Linked DNA regions of Ovis aries: all the other regions are linked to region 1. A link is a contact called in public Hi-C data. All regions are on one chromosome and are shown on one strand. Each heading gives the region's core, a stretch centred on a gene start, on an enhancer-like site or on the middle of the called end of the contact. The rest is flanking DNA. Distances are from core to core; before and after follow the strand shown.

The links. A called contact is a pair of places that touch in the nucleus more often than the background predicts.
Region 2: a Hi-C map of hypothalamus shows a contact between it and region 1, with 3 times the contacts expected there. The contact joins the enhancer-like site here to the promoter of SSR3 in region 1. A contact is called at or near these places in 3 of 16 Hi-C or Micro-C datasets (hypothalamus, liver and muscle).
Region 3: a contact with region 1 is called in a Hi-C map of tail adipose tissue, with 6 times the contacts expected there. The contact joins the enhancer-like site here to the promoter of SSR3 in region 1. A contact is called at or near these places in 6 of 16 Hi-C or Micro-C datasets (blood, hypothalamus, liver and 3 more).

What each region holds. Positions count from the first base shown.
Region 1 is chr1:231,816,622-231,820,649 of ARS-UI_Ramb_v3.0, reverse strand. It overlaps SSR3 (signal sequence receptor subunit 3), which reads right to left and starts at 2,055. Exons shown (of 5, transcript XM_004003224.5): 1 at 1,866-2,055; 2 at 546-672. The coding sequence starts at 1,998.
Region 2 is chr1:231,249,930-231,253,440 of ARS-UI_Ramb_v3.0, reverse strand. No RefSeq gene overlaps it. Among named protein-coding and RNA genes, the nearest start is that of CCNL1, 84 kb to the right of the region's middle. Within about 2 kb of position 1,285, at least 34 of the 54 cell types and tissues checked have an H3K27ac peak or open chromatin away from gene starts, as enhancers often do. A contact at or near this core is called in hypothalamus and liver, where this site is marked.
Region 3 is chr1:231,198,759-231,202,238 of ARS-UI_Ramb_v3.0, reverse strand. All of the region lies in intron 1 of LOC132657285 (a long non-coding RNA gene), which reads left to right. Among named protein-coding and RNA genes, the nearest start is that of CCNL1, 33 kb to the right of the region's middle. Within about 2 kb of position 1,303, at least 36 of the 54 cell types and tissues checked have an H3K27ac peak or open chromatin away from gene starts, as enhancers often do. A contact at or near this core is called in hypothalamus, liver and tail adipose tissue, where this site is marked.

The sequences.
Region 1 (4,028 bases), core at 806-3,305:
CAGAGAAAATATGGTAGCCTAATTAGCATTAAAAATGTCAAGGTTGAGTAAAAGAAAAAAAGACCACTTCTTTCACATCCAAAAATTCTACATGGAGAGTCCAGAACAATTCTTTCCAGAATTCCATTTGACTTTTAAAATGTTAATTTACTTGGTGGGTTTGCTTTTCTGAGCCCCATGATTAAGGCTAGTACTCAAGTGTTCTAATTCCAACCTCAACACCCACTTCCATAGCACTGTTAGCAGACTCTCTCTGCTTTTCAGTTAGTCGCTATTCCTTCATACCATTATTTATAATTATATATTTTGCAATCATATATACACACACCCCAAATATACATACACATATATTTCCAATTAATCCAAACATACATACACATCTATCTCAAATGAATCCAAATATACATACACATATCTCCCCCCAAATATACATAAAACTATATCTCAATGCTTACCAAAACACACACACACAAATGGTCTTTCAGAAGTCACCCTACTATATAAAAATGCAACAATATTTACTTTCACTTGAGAAATATACTTACTTGTGCTTGAGAACAAATTTCACATTTTTGTAAGCAAAGGCCACCAAGTAAGTGCTTACTAGGGTCATCACACTGTACAGAACAGCAGACTGAATAAGATCCATATGCCATATTCGCCAATATAACCCTGAATTAAGATAAAAGGGGGTGGGGAATACAAAAAGAAACAAAACATTACCACCCAGTTACAAAAACCTGCTGAGTTATTAACGATTATAGCTAAACCTGGTAAAATACAGCCCGGATTAGGGAATCCAATACAGTGTAAGAAGAACTTCCTAAGTGCGATATCCAGGAAAAAGTTAAGTCTCAAGTGTTTCTAGTTCAGAATACTTGAAAACCGTAATCTTCCTATAACTAGTCCATGATGAGATTTCTGATGATTATAGAATGAGAACTCTAGCTCAACAAAATCACGATTCAGACTTCAAATTTCATTCTTCAGGGTACTATCACACTAACTACAAGTCATTCCGAGACTCCACGTGTAGTCCCAAACCAGAGTTCACACGCTGACGTGGCTGTTCTCTGAAATCAAGGCAATGCACAGTGCGGTCAGTGAACCATGTTAACTGCACGCTAGGTTTTATAAAGTCAGGAGAGAAAATATATCTGGATTTGCCCAACAACAGTGCAAAAATGTAGGGGAGAGGAAATTGACATTTGGAATCCCTAAACTCTAAAAACAACCTTGGCCAAGGTTGTAAAGTTTTTCCATTCAAGTAAGAATTCTAGAATTGCTCTAACAGAATTATTAAAAAGTTTAAACACAGTAGAGCTTGGGGCCTTGGCACTGGTTCAGCTTCTTTCGGAAAATAATGTTCTGTGTGAACCGGTTCTAAAGCTACATTTACAATTCGGTGCGATTGTTTATGTCTCTAACCTAATTCATGAGTTTCTCCAAAGCAAGTAAAAAGTTTAAGATCCCATTACAGCAAACGATAGTTATACCGGGCGAGGGGGCTGGGGGAGAACAGGCGATATGCCTGTTAGCATCACAAGATCTTAACCCGGGTGTTGGTTGAAATACAGATTTGAGGCCGCCATCCCAGAACCAGTAACTCACAATCCGCAGACCTGAGGCCCGGGAACGAGCTAGCCTACTTTTCCAACGTGCTATAATGACTTTCCTGGGATGCCACCCACCACGACCCCGGACAGATCACGGAGGCCCACAGAGGCTGCGTGCAGCCCCCGAGTCCAGGGGGAGCTGGGGGACAGCACAGGCTCCGGCGCACGCCTCGCCCTCTGCACGGCCTTGCCACGTCCCCGCCCAGCCCAGCCCAGCCCAGCCCAGCCCGTCTCGCTCCAAGCGCTCACATATGGGGATGGCGGACACGATGAAGGCGTTCCCGAAGAAAAGCGCCGAGGACTTGGCCGAGAGGTTGCGGCTGAAATCCTGCAGGAGCAGGTCCTCCTCGGACTGCTGCTTGGGCCCGCCTTTGGGAGCCATGGTGGAATCGGAGCCGCGGGACGGGCACGGAACCGGGCGCAAAGCGGGGAAAAAGCCGCGGTCACCGCCTCTACAGCCACCGTATCCGCTAACGACCAGTCAGCGCAGCGCGAGGAGGCGGGACCCGGCCTGGGCTTGGAACAAACATCCGCAGGATTGGCCAGTCTGGCGCCACTTTGGAGGTTTCTCCGGCGTGATTAGACAAGCGGGCCAGACTTCCGGATTCCTAGCCGACCACGTGATTCGTCACTTTCTAGGAGGAAGCCGGGACTTGTAGTTTAGTGGGCGCTATTAACAAAACTTTATTAACATTCTATTTCAAAGATGCTGATAGACTCATGCTTTCCAAGCCCTGGAAATCCCAAAACATGAAGCTCTTCGTCTTATGGTCATTCATTCATGGAACGTATGGTTTAACTGGCTCTGTGGGTACCCAGAAGCAGAAGCTATTAAGAGATAACAAGAATACACAGAACTATACAAAAGAGCTCTTAATGACCCAGATAACCATGATGGTGTGATCACTCACCTAGAGCCAGACATGCTGGAGTGTGAAGTCAAGTGGGCCTTTGGAAGCATCACTACCAACAAAGCTAGTGGAGGTGATGGAAGTCCAGCTGAGCTATTTCAAAGCCTAAAAGATGATGCTGTTAAATAAAGTGCCACACTGGAAATGCCAGGAAATTTGGAAAACTCTGCTGTGGCCACATAATTGGAAAAGGTCAGTTTTCATTCCAATCCCAAAGAAAAGACAATGCCAAAGAATGTTCAAACTACTGTACCATTGCGCTTATTTCACATGCCAGCAAAGTAATGCTCAGAATTCTCCAAACTAGATTTAAACAGTACCTGAATGGAGAACTCCCAGATTTTTCAAGTGGGATTTAGAAAAGGCAGAGGAACCAGAGACCAAATTGCCAACATCCGTTGGCTCATAGAAAAAGCAAGAAAATTTCAGAAAAACATCAACTACTTCGTTGACTCTACTAAAGCCTTTGATTGTGTTCACTTCAGTTCCGTCATTTATCATGTCCGACTCTTTGTGACCCCATGGACTGCAGTACACCAGGCTTCCCTGTCCATCACCAACTCCTGGAGCTTACTCAACTCATGTCCATTGAGTCGGTGATGCCATCCAACCATCTCATCCTCTGTTATCCGCTTCTCCTCCCGCCTTCAATCTTTCCCAGCATCAGGGTCTTTTCCAATGAGTCTGCTCTTCTATTCAGGCGGCCAAAGTATTGGAGTTTCAGCTTCAGCATCAGCCCTTCCAATGAATATTCAGGACTGATTTCCTTCAGAATGGAATGGTTGGATCTCCTTGTTGTCCAAGGGACTCTCAAGAGTCTTCTCCAACACCACAGTTCAAAAGCATCAATTCTTCAGCACTCAGCTTTCTTTATAGTCCAAGTCTCACATCCATACATGACTACTGGAAAAACCAAAGCTTTGACTAGATGGACCTTTGTTGGAAATGTAATGTCTCTGCTTTTTAATATGCTGTTTATGTTGGTCTTAGCTTTTCTTCCAAGGAGCAAGGGTCTTTTAATTTCATGGCTGTGGTCACTATCTGCCGTGATTTTGGAGCACAAAAAAATAAAATCAGCCACTGTTTCCATTGTTTCCCCATCCATTTGCCATGAAGTGATGGGACCAGATGGCATGATCTTAGTTTTTTGAATGTTGAGTTTTAAGCAGACTTTTCCACCCTCCTCTTTCACTTTCATCTAGAGGCTCTTTAGATCTTCGCTATCTGCCATAAGGGTGGTGTCATCTGCATATGTGAGGTTATTGATATTTCTCCCTGCAATCTTGATTCCAGCTCATGCTTCATCCAGTCCAGCATTTCTCATGATGTACGCTGCCTATAAGTTAAATAAGCAGGATGACAACATACACCCTTAACGTTCTCCTTTCCCAATTTGGAAATGGTCTATTGTTCCATGTCCAGTTCTAACTGTTGCTTCTTAACCTGCATACAGATTTCTCAGGAGGAGGTCAGGTGGTCTGGGATACCCATCTCTTTAAGA
Region 2 (3,511 bases), core at 36-2,535, 570 kb after region 1:
GTATGTTGGTACACAAGAGGAGTGTTGGACAGGATATCCAGAGGAAGTGATAACTGGCCCACGAGTAAATGAGTCGCTATCGTCAAGGCTAGCTGACAGGAGACCAGGGCATATTTTCCTCATTTATCTTTTCATTTTTAAGGGTCCTGGAATTCAGGTACATCTTGATTGTTCAGGATAATAAAGAATAGGTGAGGCAGGGATAGAAAAGCCACAAATGGTGAGTAAAGTTAGAAAACTAGGGATTCGTTTTTTCCCTGTTTGTCTGCCTTTACACCGAGCTGTGTACTCTGGTTACCATGGTCTCGTGGTAACTCATGTCGCAGGTCACACCATATAAAATCACAGAGACAACGACGGGCAGGCCGAGAGGCCGGGCCGTGTTGTCTGAGTAATGCACACAGCCCAGGGTGTTGTTGGATGTGAGCCTGGGTGCACCGCGGCCTGATGAGCCCAACCCAAGAGCCTACAGACTGCCGTCTCACCTTTTCTCCTGCCTCCGCCTGCCCCCTAGTGGACGATTGTGGGAAAGCGTGGGAGTCCGCCTGAGGGTCTTTGTGGGGGCTGAGGAACGGCTGCCTGAGAGCTCGCCTCCCCAGCCGTGCTCTGGCCTCTGCCAGGCACTCTGTCAATTTCCTGGAGAATCGGGGCTCTGTGTGGGATGCTATGAAGCGTCCCCAGAACGAACACCGTCATTTCCTGTGTCATTTCCCCCATTTTCCTCTACCTCTGCCCACCTGGATACCCAGCTGGCCAGCACTTTCCCTTGTGCAATCCCCACATGAGACATGCTTTCTATACAGAGGACAAATTACTCTTCCTTTGGGTCCTGCAAACCGCAGAGAACTAACAGAATGGCGCTACTGAAGTCATTCCCACTGTAGGAGCCCCTTATGTCTCCCATATGTCCCTATACCCATTCATTTATTCGTCAGATACCTACTAGATGCCGAGCCCAGTGCCTGGCCTCTGAGACATAGAAGAAACTGGGCCAAGGTTCCTGCCTGGAGGAGCTCTGGGCGAGAGAAGGGACAGTTCATCCATCAATCGCCATGTGATGAGGCTCACGCCACTGAAAAGACGACTGCGCTATGCTGCAGGGCAAAGGCGGTGGGGGCAGAGGTTTTTGGATTTGTTGTGGATTCTCGTCACAGCAAGGTTAGCCCAACAACTGCTTTGTTCAAATGACTCAGAAAAGTAAATGAGGCTGGCACAGGCCGTCCTGACACCACACACCTCTCTAATACCCTGGCTATGCTGCATGTTTTCATCTCTGCCCAAGTCACAGTGATCTGACTGTCCCAGCCAGTGTGGATGCTGCTGAGAGGAGGCAGACAGCACCACGAGTTCTCTTAGATGACGCATTGCTTGATTTTCCCGCTGTGGCAGCCCTCAGCTCCTGCCAACACTCTGCTCTGCTTTGCTCACTTCAAGCCTCCCTTAATTTTTCTGAGGCCTGGGTTTTCCACATCGCTGATTCACAGAAATGGAAGACCTAGAAAGGAAAAAAAAAAAAAAAAGGTAATTATCTCAAATGACTCAGGAGCCCTCTTGGACCCTGTGATCTGTGCACAGACTTGCACTGTAAAAGCTGAGGGTAATAATATTGTCATCTGTGTGAGAAAAGCTGGAAGAAAAACAGATTAACATTCTTCTGAATTCCTGGCTCCTGGCAAAAACTAGTATAGCAAGGATGGATTCTCAGCCAGGGCCTGACAGCTAGATACCTCACCCAGAGGTGAAGGTACCTGTAAAGAACTCCAGAAGAAGACGCGTTCCTGGGACAACGGCCCCATGTGCTCATCTCTCTCTCTTTCTCTCTCTCTCTGATGCAGTAAATGTTTGTGGGATGAAACCTTTACTGAAACATTCCAGTCCGTCAGGCCCTGGAAGAAACAAACACACAGTGAGAAATGAAACCGGCAGGCCCTAGACCCCTCCATTTGAGATTCATGAACAAATAAGAGGAAATGATTTCCCTGCTACAAAACTGCTGAGAGAGATGACAGTCGAGGAAGGATAGAAATCAACTACGGGAGAGGAGGGGGTAGGGGGACAAATCCCCCGCCCCGCGGGGGGAGGGGAAGGGGGCGCAGAAGCACCTGCAGGTGCAAAGGGAGGCGCCATTGCGTCCCCAGCGGAGAAGGGCGGAGGTGCCTGTCGGCCGCGGACCTTTGCCAGATCTGCGCTGGGGTTGCAGTAACACAAACACATGGCGCTCCTGAGAAAGGGCCCCCCGTGATATTTCTGGCCCCAGCACAGCCCTCCCCACCTCCCTACAAAAGAGAGCTGGCACGAGTCCCCGGGGGGGGGGGGGGGGCGGAGCTGGTGGCTGCCTGAGTAGAAGAGGTTAAGAAGGCAGAACGGAAGACCTCCGGGAACTGACCCCAAATCCTTCCTTTTCCCTGAGGCGGTTGCGGCCTGAGCTAAGGGAAGTTACACATAGCGATAAATGTTGTGCAGTTACGCAAATTTTGTATTAGTCTAAAGAAACTGGTACATTCAAATTATCCTTCTATGCCCTAGCTTTGGGCTCCAGTAAATCCTCATACTTCCTGCATTTCTGCTTTTCTTCCATGTACCCTTAATAGCACCCGAAATTCATTCATTTCAGGTCAACAAATACTGACTGAATGCCAACTCCACTCTTTGCTGGGTCATACTGGGTGCCATGAACACAATGTCAGCAAAAATCGACACAGTCCCTGCCCTCATGGAACTTACAGGATAGAAAAGGAGATGACCTTGATGAAATAACCACACAAACCAACGCAACATTGCAATGTGTGGTTATTTATTTGATCAAGGTCATCTCCTTTTCTATTGTGTAAGTAATAAGGGGTTTGATTTAATAAGGGATGTCAGGGAAATCTCTGAGGAATTGGTGAGTGACATGAAACCTGAAGGAATAGGATTAACTAGGGCAAGAGGGTCTGTGCCTCTCTGTGGTGGGATGGTACTTGTGCCTTCAAGGTCGTGAAAGACGTGAGTGTGAACAGAGCACAGAGAGGGATGGGTACAGGATGTAGGACAAGGCTGGACTAGAGCCAGACCATGCACAGGGAGCCACTGAAGTGTTTAAGTGGACAGGCGATGGGGTCAAATGTGCATTTTAGAAAGATTGCTTTGGCTACAAGAGCTTGGAAAGAAGAGCACTTCGGAAAGGGTCACAAGTGGATGTCATGAGACCAGTGAAGAAGCTGTTACAGGTAAATTCAAAACTAGGAGAAGAACCATGGAGGAGAGAACGGGGGAAGATCCTAATTAGGAGGCACAACTATCAGGATGTGGTGATGAAGTAGATAGGCTTACGATGTATTCCACACCTACACCACCTCCCAACAACCTTCCCAGCAATGAGCCCTCTCTTCATGGGCTAGATTGCCATCTAAGATAAAAATACAACTTGCCTTTCTTCCAGATTTGTCCCTAAAGATGCCTTCATGGTTTCTTTCTGGCCTCCTCTAAAAATGAAGGGAAGGAAGGTCTGTGATGCCTGGAACATATCAAA
Region 3 (3,480 bases), core at 54-2,553, 620 kb after region 1:
AACTCTGCCTAATGTTACGTGGCAGCCTGGATGTGAGGGGAAGAATGGATAACATGTATATGCATGGCTGAGTCCCTTTGCTGTTCACTTGAAACTCACAGCATTGTTTATCGGCTATACCCTAATACAAAAAAAGCTTAAAAAAAAAAGAGATCTCCTGAAAGTCCCCTTTGGTTGTGGAAGTCAGTCATCCTGTGTCACAGAATTCCCGAACATGGTGAGTCTGGCTTGGCCTGGGCAAAGCCACGGCTACCCCCAAGTGCAGACTTTCCTTAGACGAGTTCTTCCTGTGGCTCTTGACCTCCTGCCCGTCCCCCTACCAGGAAGGTCCCTAGCCATAGCCTCCACAACCAGGCGTTCTCCTGAGGGTCCTGTTCCTTTCCTGAGCAGGTCTCAGTCCTGCTCTCCCAACCTAAACTAGACTGTCCCCTCGTCGTGCCGATCTCCTGGGGGGTCAGAGGAGCAACACGGGAGACCAGCTATGGCTTATTCTCCATCTGCATGATGAGCCTGTCATTTCTGCTTCCTAGCTGGACCTGCCTAACCAGACGGGCGCTGGGGTCACTGTGTGTGAGAGATGAGACAGACTCCTGCCGGTGAGGTGATGCTGAGGGTGGGCTGTTCTGTGGCGGATGTCACCTCTGTCCTGCAGAGGGGCCCCCAGGCGTCCCCCCCATCCACCCCCCAGGGCCTCTGCGGAAGGCCTTGTACCCCTGCCTCAGGCCTGGCCACACTTTGCCAAAGTTCCAGAATCTTCTTGGCCCCTTTGAACCAAACAGATGCTCTCTGAAAGAGAACAGGGTTGCCCTTTTGCCATATCCATTTCAGTCAGCTGGCATCTCATATTTCCCCTTTAAAAAATGAGCAACTTTTTCTGCTCATCCAGCAAGGCGGAGCAGTTTCTGTCATGGGTTTAGGCACCACCCTCACCTCTACAAAAGGAAAGAAAATCAATTATGTGTGTTGTAAACTAGCTTCCCCTGGGGTCCAGGCCCTACTCAGGCAGACCCTAGGGGAGAGAGGGTCTCCCTCTCCCTCTCTCCCCTTCCCCAGAGGGTGCGTTCCCAGCTGGGGAGGGGAGAAAGGAAGGCCTATTGTTCCCACCGGCCATGTGCTGGGTGTTCCCCCTGGGAGCCTGGAGATGCGATCATCTCCCGCCTGGTGTTCTGTTGGTTTTGTTTCTGGTCTTTTTTGCTGTGCCTCCTGGCCCAGGCCCCCCAGCCGCCCCCCACCCCTGTGCTGCACCGGTTCGTCCTGTCCTCTGTGTGCGCCTTTGATGTCCGGCTCAGTTCTGGGGGAGCGGAGGAACTTCTCCCACCTGCCAGACTCTGGAGGGAGTGGGGTGTTGTGGGGGGAGGGTAGGCAGAGCGAGTGAACAAAGGCATGTGGGGGGAGGGGTGCCAAGAAGGGAAGGGGCGGCTGCTCCCTGCCTGCCAGTGTTGGGATGGGGGACGCGGCAGGGCTGAGCCGACATCACCAACTTCTCGGGCCTTCGGAGCATCCTGCCTGCTGAGGCTCCGAGGCAGACTCCGGCAGGAGGAGCCAGGAAATTCTGGTCGGGTCCCGCCTCTGCCACCGTGTGACCCCGCGCGGCCCTGCGCCTCCCAGGGTGAGCCTCTCTGCCCCGAGTGGGGCAGTAACTCCCGCTCCGCCCTTCTGCTTCCTGGGCTGAGGGTGAGAGGCGCTAACACAGCCCTCTCCGAGAAGGCGCTGGGAGAAGCAAAAGGCCTTTGTGAGTCAGCGGTGGGAGTCGCTGCTGGGTGCTCACCCACGGTTTACCCGCCACCCCGGGTCACATAAGCATCTGGTGAGCTCGTGCTGCCCCCTAGAGGCCATACCGCTCCTCATACTTCACCTATTTCCAGTTATATTTTTATTTTCTCAAAACCATCAGAGAAATTAAGGATGAATATGTAATAACCCAGCGGTGGTTCTGAATTACTTTTATACCAGTGAAGTAACAAAATATATTTTAAAATATTTTTTTAATGGAGGCAGTGGCCCATGAGGGCAAAAGAGTACAAGGCAACCCTGGACCCAAGGTCTCAGGTGGCCTGTCCGAGCTCATCCTTCCTTGGGCGACTACCTGCTAGCTGGCTGCCCCTCCAAGCCGGTGGGGAGGCCTGACGGTGGCTACCTGCCAAGGCCTTTCCCCAAAGGGCCCATGTTTTCCCCCAAGATGATGGAGATAACATGGAGGAACAGATGGAGAAACCGAAGCAATTTGGCTGCTTTTCTTCAGGCTTTAAAAAGCCTTTGAAAATCCCCAAAGATTACAAAATGGCTTGATAAATACCTATCTTTCTCTTTGCTGATATTGAGACAGCACTAGTTGGCTTGGAGAGAAATTAGGGCTCCTGCATATTAACAATAATGGCTGCATTCCCTCTTTATGAGAAATGTTCTCACAGAGTGTGCAGTGCAGCCCCAGGTGGCAACTGCCCGTATTTTTAGATGAGGAATTTGGGGCCTAAAAAGGTCACATGCTGGTGAGAGGGGAACCATAGCTTGAGCCGGAAGATTCTGGCTTCAATCCCCCCAACTCCCCCACCCCCTGACACCCCCCGCTTTTGAGTGCTGGGCCCCACCCTTGCATGGCAGGGGAAACACTGCAAAAAAGCCAACAAGCCTTTTCCCTCCATACCCGTGGGATTAGTAATCTAGTCAACGGTTGGTCATCCTCTAGTTGTGATGAATAATCATCTGAAAACTCATGTCCTTTGACCTGGTTACCACTTTCCTTTTCCCTTCTCATCTGACAGATTCCTTGAGAGCCTTGGACATTCCAGAGAGCTCTGCACGCCCCTCCCTGGCCCCTTCCCAGGCCTCTCTAAGAAGCTTCTCTTTAGACTTGGCCTCCCGGCCTTGGGACAGGAATGAAAGGCCATGGGCCTTCTGGAGGCTTCCCTCCATGGTCCCCTCTGGCCCCACGTTCTCTCCCCTGTCCTAAACAGGCAGGATGACGGGCAGAACTGAGGTGAATGTTGTCAGTACAGTGAGCACAATGCTGAAAAGCGTGGAGGGGCAGGTAGGCAGCTTCGTCAGAGGCACTGGGGACCCAGGAGGGCAGTGGACACCCCATCGTAGGTGCCTGGTTTGCTGAGAAGGGCTTGCGATACCCGCAGTGCAGTGGAGTGACACGAAGACTTGCTTTCTTACCCACATGAGGCATGAACATTCCAGCAGGTGTGCAGGAAGCCTTCTTCCAGGTCTTTCATCTCTGGGGTGAAACTCAGATTGTATGTGGGTTCTCACACAGGCTAGGAAAACACGTTTCATAAACATCTCTTGCATGCCAGCTCCTAGCCGTTTTTGCATATGTCAAATCACATAACCATCAGAAGTCCCTGTGAGATAGGGATTATATGGTAGGTTTTATGCATTAATAAACTGAAGTTCAGAGAGGCTGAGAGATTTGGCAAGGATCACAAAACTAATTGGGAGAGTATCGACTCAGAGCATAAGATAAACTCCTAAAAA